2 separate regions of the Macaca mulatta genome follow, and region 2 is linked to region 1. A link is a contact called in public Hi-C data. All regions are on one chromosome and are shown on one strand. The core of a region is the stretch at or near the end of the contact, and the rest is flanking DNA. Distances in the headings are between cores, read along the strand shown.

The links. Hi-C and Micro-C count contacts between places; a contact is called where the count stands out from the background.
Region 2: a contact with region 1 is called in a Hi-C map of fetal cortex germinal zone, with 4 times the contacts expected there. The contact joins the promoter of ZNF235 here to the promoter of ZNF225 in region 1. A contact is called at or near these places in 3 of 14 Hi-C or Micro-C datasets (cortical neurons, fetal cortex germinal zone and liver).

What each region holds. Positions count from the first base shown.
Region 1 is chr19:56,504,367-56,510,716 of T2T-MMU8v2.0, reverse strand. It overlaps ZNF225 (zinc finger protein 225), which reads right to left and starts at 3,707. Exons shown (of 4, transcript XM_077983237.1): 1 at 3,525-3,707. LOC106994793 (a long non-coding RNA gene) reads left to right here and starts at 3,854. Exons shown (of 2, transcript XR_003725015.2): 1 at 3,854-4,269.
Region 2 is chr19:56,689,751-56,696,078 of T2T-MMU8v2.0, reverse strand. It overlaps ZNF235 (zinc finger protein 235), which reads left to right and starts at 4,497. Exons shown (of 5, transcript XM_077983222.1): 1 at 4,497-4,833; 2 at 6,091-6,153. The coding sequence starts at 4,615.

The DNA of each region.
Region 1 (6,350 bases), core at 2,458-4,957:
ATCAATTTTCCCATGATTTTTATAATCATATTAGGAAGAATTTAACAGTTTCACTTATTTGATTATAAATAATACCATCACCTTTTCAAATATTTATTGGCCATCTCAATTTCTTCTTTTAAACTTACCTGTTAATGCCCTTTATTCATATTCCTTTGGATTTTCTTTTTCTATTCTGTACGTAAGATTCTTATGTTGGATTTTATCTTTTTTAGATATACAAGTAGTGAATATTTTCGCTCTAGGCTGTTATATTTTCTGATAACATTGTGTGCGGTATCCTTTACCATACTGAAAGTAAAGATTTTCTATCATGACTATGGTTATCACTGTCTTTGAGTGCCTGGAGCATTGGGTCCATCTGAGTAGGTGTCAAGTCAGGAAGAAAGGTCACCCCGAAATGGTGCCTGGAAGGAGCAGTGCCACGTGTGGATGCTGGCTCTCAGGTTGGCACAACACAACAGGCTATAACTGCTTAACTGCAGCTTCACACAAGGATTATTGGAGGTGTTCACACAGGAGGAGCTAGATTCTGTTTCTCCCATGCTATATCTCTGTTGTACTCCCTAAGTCTTCCCAAGACTGAGAAGAACATCTGAGAATACGAGTAGTCAGATGAAATACGGTCAGGCACGGTGGCTCACACCTGCAATCCCAGCACTTTGGGAGGCTGAGATGGGTGCATCACCTGAGGTCAGGAGTTTGAGACCAGCCTGGCCAAGATGGTGAAACACCATCTCTACGAAAAATACAAAAATTAGCCAGGTGTGGTGGTGTGTGCCTGTACTCCCAGCTACTCGGGAGGCTGAAGCAGGAGAATTACTTGAACTCGGGAGGCAGAGATTGCAATGAGCCAAAATCAGGCCACTGCACTCCATCTTTGGTGACAGAACAAGACTCCATCTCAAAAATAAAAAAGAAATTTTAACAGCAAGAGAGGCAAGCTGTATTCACCTTCAACGTGTTCATTTTTCCTCCTATTTCAGGGAATATTCAGAGTCCTGAGTGATGCAGTCCGAGGGAAAGCAGAATCCTGCCTGGAAAGTACCAGGGAAAGCAGAGAAAGAGACATGAAAGTGTGGCCAGGGATGCCGTCCGCCAACACGAATGTGTATTGTAAATGAACACATGAATGTTCACAACAGCATCATTCATAGTAACCCAAAACTGCACACCAACAAATGCCCTCCTATGAGTACAGGGATAGACAAATTGTGGCCTATTCTTACAATGGAATCTTATTTGGAAATTAAAAGGAATGAAGTACTGTTTATGCTACACCACACATGAACTTTGGAAACATTATGCTAAGTAAAAGAAGCCAGTCACATAGGAAGGCCCACATATTGCATGATCTATTTCTATGAAGTTCCAGAGTAGGCAAGTGTATATAATGAGAAAGTAGGTAGGTGATCTCTGCATATTTGAGGTGAGAAAGAGGATTAACTATAAGTAGGCATAAGGAGTCTTAATGGGGGATGAAAATGATTTAAACTGAATTATGGTGATGTTTATTCCACTCCACAAAGTTCCTAAAAATCATTAAAGTGTCAAGCGTGGTGGCTCACACCTGTAATCCCAGCACTTTGGGAGGCCAAGGCGGGCAGATCACAAGGTCAGGAGATCAAGACCATCCTGGCTAACACGGTGAAACCCCGTCTCTACTAAAAATACAAAAAATTAGCCAGGTGTGGTGGCGGGTGCCTGTAGTCCCAGCTACTTCGGAGGCTGAGGCAGGAGAATGGCGTGAACCCGGGAGGCGGAGCTTGCAGTGAGCCAAGATCGCGACGCTGCACTACAGCCTGGGTGACAGAGCGAGACTGTCTCAAAAAAAAAAAAAAAAATCATTAAAGTGTACACATGAAATAGGTAGATTCTACGATATATAGAATACACCTCAATAAAATTGGACAAAGTATTGGTAATTGTTAATCCACATGTCATTTAACTTAATAAGACTGGATTCTGCATCCACACTAATAGAATATTTATAGTTGAACGAATGAATAAGCAAATGAAGGAGGAGGGGAAGCTCACCTTTACAGGAGAATGTGCACTAATAAATGTATTTCTCCTTAAAAATTTTTATTTAACTAAAAAATTAGGGAGTGTATATTGAGAGCAACTTGAATCTGTGTTCCTGGGGTTAAAAAAAAATTCAAAATAATAACTTTACAATGCAGAAATCTGACAAACATGACTTTGGCCAAGTGAAAAAAGTTGAGATCACCAATGAAGTGACAAACTGACATACGCCCCTGTTATGTTGCAATAAGAAATTTACCACTTCAGGCTGGGCACGGTGGCTCATGCCTGTAATTCCAGCACTTTGGGAGGCAGAGGCGGTTGAATTACCTGAGGTCAGGAGTCTGAGACCAGTCTGGCCAACATGGTGAAATCCCGTCTCTACTAAAAATACTAAAATTAGCTGGGTGTGGTGGCAGGCACCTGTAATCCCAGCTACTTCGAAGGCTGAGGCAGGAGAATAGCTTGAACCCGGGAGGTGGAGGTTGCAGTTAGCTGAGATCGTGCCATGCACTCCAGCCTGGGCGACAAGAGCGAAACTCCGTCTCAAGGAGAAAAAGAGAGAGAGAGATTTACCACATCTGTGGTATTCCCGCAAAAAAAGATGCATATATTGAAGTTAAACATGAAATACATCAGAAAACTCAAAATGAACATCTTTGACCCAAATAACTTCATCTATACTCTTCAAAAATAACAAGGATAAAATATCAAGAAAAAAAGATGAAAGCTATGCTATTTTTCGAGATTAAAGACTAGAAAAACCTGACAACTGAAAGCAACACCCATGCCCTAAGACACATTCTATACACACTCGGTTGGGGTGAGCATCTCTGTCAAAGAAAAAAGCCAAGGATCACTCACGTAGAGCTTTGCCGTCAGAAGCCAAAAAGTCCTTCCCTGCAGCTCTTTTGGAAAGGTAGGGCTGGGTAAGGAGAAGGCTGTGAAACACCCTGACCGTGGTCGCCGTGCGCCATAAAAGTTAAATGTGCCTCTTCCTTCATGGAAGTGGACGCAACCCTCGCTTTCCTAAAAAAGGTCAGAAGGCGTCCAGAATCATCCAGCGTCCTGCAGGGATCAGGGAGAAGGGCCGGTGCCCCTGCAGCTGGAGCTCTCACCCCACCCGGGGACCGGCTTTGTGGGAAATTAACAAGAGACCACCAGTCACCAAGTGACAGGGGTTGCTTTAAGGCTGTCATTTGTGTTACCTCTTCCAGTTCCCAAAACGATTCTATTAGGATGTTCCTAAAGTCCCCATCTTAAAGAACAGTAACGGTAGACCCAAGGAGATTAACATCCTAACGTTTTATCGCGAGGACGTGGCCACGCGCGTGGGGTGCAGGGAGGCGGAGTGGGCGAGCTCAGAGCCCCGGAAACCCTAAAACCTGGCGAGACGCAACCCGACAAAGTCCCAAACACCCCGGGGACGCGAGGACAGCCCCAAGCCCAAGAAGGCTCCACTGACTAGAACGAAAACAGCCGCCCTCGCCCCGCCAAACCTCTGCTGTCCGACGGGGTTTCTTTTCCCCTAATTCGATCACCAGTTGGTTGAGGATCCAATGCGTAGGTCCAGGAAATTCAGAAGGGTCCGGCGGAACTGACCCAAACCACCAGGGACAAAACTGCAGCAACCTTACAGTCCCGGAGCGGAAGTGCCCTCTACTCCACAGAGCGTCTGGACTCCACTTCCCAGAATTCCTGAGCCAAACTGACCGCGGCGACCCCGAGCGTCTGCACTACACTTCCCAGAATTCCCTGGGATCCGCCTGCCAGAGCCTAATTGACTGCGACTCCCCTGAGCGTCTGGACTACATTTCCCAGAAATCCCGATTCGCCTGCCGGAGCCGAACTGACCGCTACTCCACTGAGCACCTGGACCGCCGTTACCAGAATTGCCTGTGTCCTCCTCCTGGAGATAGTGTGTGCGACTCCATAGAGCATTTGGATTACACTCCTCCGAATCCCGAAGGAAAAACGCTCAAAATCTCATTCTTCAGGGGGAAGCGTTGCCACTCCGGGGTGCCCACTGGGAACGAATCCCAAACCCACGAGCGCCTGCCTGGTGGGGAATGTGAACTGTTATCCTGAGAATCGTCCTTCTCTCTCCCTGGTTCAGGACAGAAAATATTGAATAGACGGGAATTCCTGAAGTCTAAACGCCTCCAACGATAAGAGGAGTGTTATTGGAAAGGGAACAAGCGAGAAGACGCAATCTTCGAGGAGTTAAGTTTTGCTAATCTAATGGTAAGAAGTGGTATCTAAATGTAGTTTTAATTTGTATTTGTTCTTTTGTAAATAAAGTGGAGCATCCTTGCATATTTTCCGTTGCCATTATTATAGTGTTTGTGAATTGGTCAAATGTTTTGCCCACATTTCTATTGAGTGTTTAGTCTTTTTGCCTCCGTTAAGTATTATTTACAGATTCATACTAACATTGTATCAAATATTGCTCAACCAAAAAGCTTTTCCTTTGACTTCTGTTTTTCGCTATGCAGAACGTTTTTAACATAGTCGTTTTATTATTTAAAAAACATTTTTGAGGTGTAATTCACAAAACAAAACTATTTTAAGGCACGTAATTCAATGGCAATGGCATCTAGTACAAATAGAGTGTTGTTGATGTAGGAGTTAAGAAGCAATCACTTAGGCAGATAGGGTATGGGAGCCCTCGGTAAGGCTTTTCTGTTTAATGAAAAACAGCCCCAAATTATTTCCCTTCCTAAGGAAGAGCAGCCTGTAAAATGGAGCTGCCGCAGACATAGATACCGCCAGTTGTGCCAATCATGTTCAAGATGGCGGCTCCATCTTCCCTTCTCTTTGCCAGCCACGTGCACAGTAAGGAGTAGATAAGATGGGCCAATCAACTGGGAAGTCTATTTGCATAAAAAGATTAGGGTGGGGCGACCAGCCTTCCCCAGGCACTACGTAAACGTCATAACTGATCGAACCAATCTGTGACGCCTATGTAAATCTGACAGTGCCTCCTCAAACTGGACTGTAAAACTCAGCACATTCGCTGCCAGCCGACCCTCTTCCGCTCCGAGACCCCTTCCTCTATAGAGTAACCCATTTCTCTTTCTCTTCTCCCTATTAAACCTCCGCGCCTAAACTCCTCTTGTGTGTCCCTGTCCTAAATTTTCCTGGCACTTAACGACGAACCCCGGGTTTATACCTCAGACAACGTAGCTGCTTCATTGTGAAACCACCACCTCTTGAATTCCAAAACATTTTTATCACCCAAAGAAAACCCCATGCGCACTAAGCAAATCACTACTGTTGTCCATAATCCCACTCCTGGTGAAACATTAATCTTTCTCTCCTTTCTATTACCTATTTTGGACAAATCATAAAAATGAATGGAAGCTTTTGTTTCTAACTCCCTTTGCTTAGCATAATATTTTTAATGTTATTCACATCACATCACATATCAGTACTTCATTCCTTTTCATAGATGAATAATATTTTATGTTTATACTACAATTTGTTTCTGCATTCATACGTTGATGCACATTTGGCTTCTTTTCACCTTTTGGCTGTAGTGAACAGCGTTACTACAAATGTTCATGTACACGTATTTGTTTCATTACCAGCTTTCAGTTTTTTGTTTGGTTTTGTTATTTTTTGAGACGTTGTTTCGCCTCCCGCTTTCCAGCAATTCTCCTGCCTCAGCCTCCTGCGTAGGATTACAAGCATGCACCACCACGCCCGGCTAATTTTGTATTTTTAGTAGAGACGGGGTTTCTCCATGTTGGTCAGGCTGGTCTCGAACTCCCGACCACAGGTGATTGGACCACCTCGGCTTCCCAAAGTGCTGGGATTACAGGCGTGAGCCACCGTGCCCAACTGTGTATTCCACTTCTTTCTGCTGCTGAGACAATAATTTCAGATGACTTATCTTTATATTCACTCATTCTGAAGATAATATAGCAAGAGTAGGGAGATGAATATTAGGTGCACTTACCTATGGCTTCAGAGCCTGCACAAACAATCTCATATACACCACTTCCAAATGGAATACTAATCTGCACATGTAACTTAAAGAGATGCAGGGGTCGACACCCAGTTCATGATGGAAAGCATAAGTCACATGTTAATTTTGTGGTCTGTGGTCAAGTGTTCTGTCCCTTTTAAGACCCCTAGTGGCCGGGCGTGGTGGTTTACGCCTGTAATCCCAGCACTTTGGGAGGCCAAGCGGGTGGATCATGAGGTCAGGAGTTTGAGGCCAGCCTGCCCAAGATGGTGAAACCCCATCTCTACTAAAAATACAAAAATCAGCCAGGCGCGGTGGCGGGCGCCTATAATCCTAGCTACTCAAGAGGCTGAGG
Region 2 (6,328 bases), core at 3,248-5,747, 180 kb before region 1:
CACATGACCTAGCAATTGCATTTTTTCTGCGCCTCCCGTGGAGAATGCTCACACGGGCATGAATGAGACGTTTATTGCAGCTTTTTTGTAATAGTGGAAAAAGTGAAAATAATTTCAATGTCTTTCATCCTATAACTGTATAAACAGATTTGCAAAATATTATGTAGCATATAAGGTGAATGATGTTCTTTAAGTCTTACAAGGGTACACATTCTACACATTTAAATGCATATAAACGAGTCCAGAATAGTAATAAATAAAAAAAAATAAAAAAGAGTCCATAAGAATAGATACTAAACTGATAATGGTCTCTACCTTAAAGACAGGGAATGAAGAGTACTGGGCAGCTGTGGTGGTCGAAGGAGATGTTAACTGTATCTTTAGTATTATAATAATTTAAAAGAAAATAGTAGATTATCATTTTATAATTTAAAAATATTAATACTAATAATATCGTTACTACTGATAGGGGAAATCGAGTTAACAAATACCCAGTTATATGATAGAAGTGGAAAATGCAATTTCTCAATCCGGAATCCATGAAAGAAGTATTGCTTAGCTAAGCATGGTACCAAGAGAAATATGCACTGACTGGGTGATGTGTCAAAGATTAGCAGCCTTTAGAGAAAGGAGCCTTTTGCCCAAAGAGAAGCATTGTTACAGGTTGCATTCCCTGGGAAGTAGACTCTGAAATGGACAGTAGCACTCAGGTGGTGCAAATGTATTACAAATATCAAGAAAAGTATAATTTGAAGTGGAGCATGAAGATGTGACAAAATGGCTACAATTTCATGATAAAACTTGATAAGGAGTTATTTCTTAAGGATGAACAAAGAAAGTGGTTTCATGAAATGGAATCTACTTTTAGTGAGGATGCTGTGAGCACTGTTGACATGACAACAAAGGATTTAGAATATAATGTAAACCTAGTCGATAAAGCAGTGGCAGGGTTTGAGAAGACTGACTCCAATTTTGAGAGATGTTCTACTGTGGGTAAAATGCGATCAAACACCATCACATGCTACAGAGAAATCTTTCATGAAAGGAAGAGTCAATCACTGGGGCAAACTTCATTGTTGTCTTATTTTAAGAAATTTCCACAGCCACCCCAGCCTTCAGCAACTACCACCCTGATCAGCAGCCATACACATCAAGACAAGACCCTCTCCCAGAAAAAAGATTACACAACTCACAGAAGGCTCAAATGATTGTTAGCATTTTTTTATCAACAAAGTATTTTTAAATTAAGGTATGTACATTGCTTTTGTTTCTTTTTTCTTTTTTCTTTTTTCTTTTTTTTTTTTTTTTGAGACAGAGTCTCACTCTGTCGCCCAGGCTGGAGTGCAGTGGCACGATCTCGGCTCACTGCAAGCTCTGCCTCCTGAGTTCACGCCATTCTCCTGCCTCAGCCTCCCAAGTAGCTGGGGCTACAGGTGCCCGCCACCATGCCTGGGTAATTTTTTTGTACTTTTAGTAGAGACAGGCTTTCACCATGTTAGCCAGGATGGTCTCGATCTCCTAACCTCATGATCCGCCCGTCTCAGCCTCCCAAAGTGCTGGGATTACAGGCGTGAGCCACCGTGCCTGGCCGTACATTGCCTTTTTTTTAGACATAATGCTATTACACAGGTAAATGGTATGTTTACAGTATAGTATAAACATAACTTTTATGTGCACTAAGAAACCAAAAAAATCATGTGACTCACTTTATTGAGATATTCATTTTATTGCGGTGGTCTGGACCCAAACCTGCAATATCTCCCAGGTATGCACATATTAAGAAAACTTTGGTCAAGTAAGGTGGTCATGCCTGTAATCCTCTGCACTTTGGAAGGCTGAGGTGGGAGGATTAGGATTGCTTGAGGCTAAGAGTTAGAGACCAGCCTCTGCCACATAGGAAGACTCCATTTCTACAAAAAAATTACGTTAAAAAATTATCCAGGCATGGTGGTACATGCCTCTAGTCCTAGCTACTCAAGAGGCTGAAGCAGGAGGATTACTTGAGCCCAGGAGTTTAAAGTTACAGTGAGCTATGATGATTTCACCAGTGCACTCCAATGTAGGCAACAGAATGAGACCCTGTCTCTAAACAAAATACTTTCTGCCCTGAGGTTCATAAAGGTATTAGCCCATATTATTAAGTGGTGTAATTACTTCTGGAACTAATTACCCAGTGTTAGGTCAAACTTCACAGATTAAGTGCACAGTCCTCATAAGACTTTTTTCATTCCAAACTGCAAGTTCAAGGGTTTCCATGCCACCCTCACTTCTGACCAGCTGACCACTTCTGATCACTAGCCTCTCAGGTTTAATAATTTACTGAAACAACTCACAGAACCCAGGAAAATTATATTTATTAATTACAGCTTTATTATAACAAAAGGATACAAATCAAAACCAACCAAAGGTAGAAAATGCATAGGGCAAGGTCTGGGAGGGTTCCAGATAGAAAATTCCATGGTTCTTTCTCTTGAAATCAGGACACATTACCCTCCCAGCACACAGCTGTATGAGAATACTTGCCAACCAAAGAAGTCTATCCAAGCTTGTATTCATAGATTTTATTAGGGCTTTATTACATAGGTGTGATTGATTGAAGAACTGACGTGTAACTCAATCTCTAGCCCCCATCCTCTACACAGGCTGATGTTATTTGGCTCAGAGTCCTAAACTTCAAATCACATGATCGATCTGTCTGGTGTAACCAGCACCTATCTGAAGTAATCTCACTAGCATAACTTATCTAGAGGCCCATGATGTGTTTCTGTCAGAGACAATCTGTCAGATAGAGTGTGAGTGGCCCACCGTGAATAACAAACAGCTTCTATAATTCAGGATATTTTAAGAGTTTAAATGCCATCTCCCAGGAACTAGGGACAGAGGCCAAAAAAGTTGGAGAAATCCAGAATGTGTAACATCATAACAACTGACCTAATTCCTTCAACAGGCCAGGGTCTGAAAAAGGGGATGATGCAGTAGTGTTCAATAATAAATACACCTAAGTAGATAAATAAAATGAATAGACTGGATATTGATTTGACAAACCAGTCATAAGATACTTTTAGGTAATCAGGAAATTTTTAAAGCAGATTGGGTATGTAAAGGAAAATAAAAATCTCAGGATCTTCCAAACTTAGGCAAATGTGGAGATTAAGCCCTGGAGTTCATGAATTGTAATACCCTCTTCCAAATGAACAGCTATGCATTAGCCCGATCCCCATGAAAGGTGAAAAGCCTCAGGTATTTGGGAAGAGCTTTCCCCATAGATCATTCATAAGTAAACTTATGTGCAAGTAAAACCTTGCAGTCTTTCTCCAAGCCCATGTGTGATACGATTCTTCTGGTACACCAAGGCAAGAAACTCTGGGATACAAGACGCCTCTTGTGCTTGCGATAAGGCAGGGGTCTAATTGAGCTAACACAAGCCTCCTATGGATGGCTAAACTAAAAAAGTACCCTGTGAAATACGCCCACTGGGGCTTCAGGAGCTGTAAACATTCACCCCTAGACACTGTCGTTGGGTTGGAGCTCTGCAACCTGCCGTGTGCAGGCTCCCCCTAGAGGTTTGAGCAGCTGGGCACGAAGAAACGAGCCACACCCCCATTACATGCCCTGGGAGGGGGACAAGCGAACTTTTCCCGTTTCATCACAATTTACTTTCGGCACTAACATGATTGTTCAGCTGTCTTCATCAGCAGGCCTTTATTCGAGGAGATTCCTGCCCAAGCAAACTGTTTAATTGTTCATTATGCTTCCGCAGAGACCCATCAAATTTTCAATCTCTTCCAAAGAAAGTACCAATAGATTGCACCTTAAGATTTTTTGTTTCAAAAATCCTTGCTATATCCACCAATCCCGGACTGTAGTATCATGATCATTATGCAATACTAATAAAATCCCTTGCAATGAAAGACCCGCCTTAAACATCCAGTTCTCAATCAGTTCCAACCTTGCCTTGACACTTTGCTCTGTGAAGGTGCCAACGCTCCGTCGAAGTGTTGTCCTCCATTGCTGCAATCAGCAACAAATTCCGTTGTTTGTCTTATCAACAGGTTGAGCTGATGATATTCGGGGAGCCGGCATTTGACACAAGTTTGAGATCTGGTATTCCTTAACGTTCGGCGTCCATCGGAGCTCAGCCTAAGTCACTTTTACGCTTCCCATTTTTAGCCTACCCTTTGTTTCTGCTAAAAATTTTGGTTTCTAGCTTATTTTCATAATACAAGCTGAACTTTTCACTTTTATATGCCATCACTTTAAAAATTTTACAATTATTTTCTCATGAATTTTTAAAATGAATAAAACTAAAAGGAATCTGACAGTAGTAGCGCCAGAGAAGTGTCTCAAACCCAACCGGCTTGAGTCAAAACAAAACCCAGCTGGTGGGAAGCACGACCCTTGGAGCATTCTGGGAACTGTAGTCCAGGAGTGAGAGAACTCTGAGACGCTTCCGCTTAGGAATTCTGGGAAGTGGAGTCCACGAACCGTGGGCACTCGCAGGCACTTCCGCTCCAGGAAGGCGAGGTCGGACCTGAGATAGCTCCCAGGGAGGTGAGTCAGCTCCGGGTCTCCAAGACTTCTCCGAGCCCTCTTGGCCTGGGCGTGGGGCCAGCGATGAACCGGTCCTTGGCTTGGGGAAGAGAAGCTGTGGCCAGCGCTCGAGGGCAGGGTTGGGAGACTGCGGGAGTTTGCGTCCCCTTGGCGGAACCTCTTGCGTTGGGGGCGGGCTCGCGTCGTGCTTCGAGGTTGAGGGTCTCCCGCCCTCTCTGCTGCCCTAGCCAGCCTCACGCACTTACGAGCCAGTCCTGCCTGCTCCTCGCGGCAAAATATTGGGCAAGTTACTTAATCTCTCCTTGTCTCAGTTTCCTCGTGCCTGTAAAGGGTTAGTGCGTTCCCAGTGATGTTCTTGTGAGAATTAAATGAGATTTTATAGAAATAAGCTTAAAACCAGTGCATAGGAAAATGTTGGATGCCGCCGTTAATTCTGTTATACTCAAAAAGACGCCTGTTGTTTGGAAACTCCTCTGAACCTGGGATGGGGTCGGAGATCCAGCTACGGAGCCGCTGTCCCTTCTCTAATCCTTGCCTGATGTGGGGCCGTTCCTGGATTCTTGTACTTTTCTAGCCTCTTGACAGGAGATTAGTTCCAGCCGGAGCCTGGGGAATGTCCTCTGTGTTTTATCTCAGAGAAGCGATCGTCATTACAGATTTGCAGAGTGCCAGAGGTGTCCTGAGGCGCTAATAAATGTTCAGTATTATGTGGTTGTAACCAGTAATCCCGTGTGGTTAACTTAAGTGTAACAGCATTTCTTAGAGAGTTTTAGGTTTTTAGTAGTCATTGCTTTCATGCATATGGAAAAAGAGACTTTCTTGAGGCTCCTCCAGCTGAGTAACATTTGCAAGTAATTACATCTATTGGAGGAAAAAAAAATCCGTAGCAGTTTAACTGTCATTACCAACGGACCTAATTATGTTAGACAACCAATCACAGTTACAGACTTTTCTGAGGGTCATGGTAACTCACAGGACAGAGCAATTATCTTTGAGTTCTGGGTTTCTTGAAAGATTCATTTTCTAGAAAGCATACTCAAAAGGGCAGTTTTATGAAGCATAATAGCACTTGCTTGTCAGAAGCTGCAGGAAATAGAGAATACAGGCATTATTTTCCCCATTTACAGGTGACTGAATTAAGGCACAGAGAGATTAATAATTCGCTTAAGGTTTATACTGCTTATACTGTTTATACTGATCAGTAGAAAATAAGTAGAAATGCCAAAATTTGAAGCCAGGCATTTTGGCTCTGTTACATTACCCTGCCTGTCTTTGTCTCATTTCCTTGGAGACTAAGGTTCAGAAGGAGTACGCAGGGAGCTGCATTTGATTTAGGTCTGTTAATATGAAATGTTCATGAACAAAAGCAGCTGGGTGAGGGGGCCCAGTGGTAGCTGGGATCCAGCTCCCGTTCTCACTAAGCTGTGTGTAACTGTGCCTGCCTAGAGAAAGGGAGACCTTTCTCTAAAGTGCCACATAAAGTGCCATGTTGACTAGTGGCATCCCTAACCTATCTCATGATGCCTTTGCCTCCCCCAGGTTCACTCCCCCGGAACTCCGCCTTTTCCCGGAAGGAAGAGGGGGAAAATGACCAAGTTCCAGGTAAGTTTATTTTGCCTTTCTGGTTTCTTAAAATGACATCTCATTGCACAAAGATTGGACACATTTTTCCCATTTGGAAGAGTAAAGGGAACGAAAGGTGCTTGAAAGATTGTTATATGCCGGGCTCTTGCCTTTTATTTCCAAATAATAGTATAAACATTAACAGATATATATA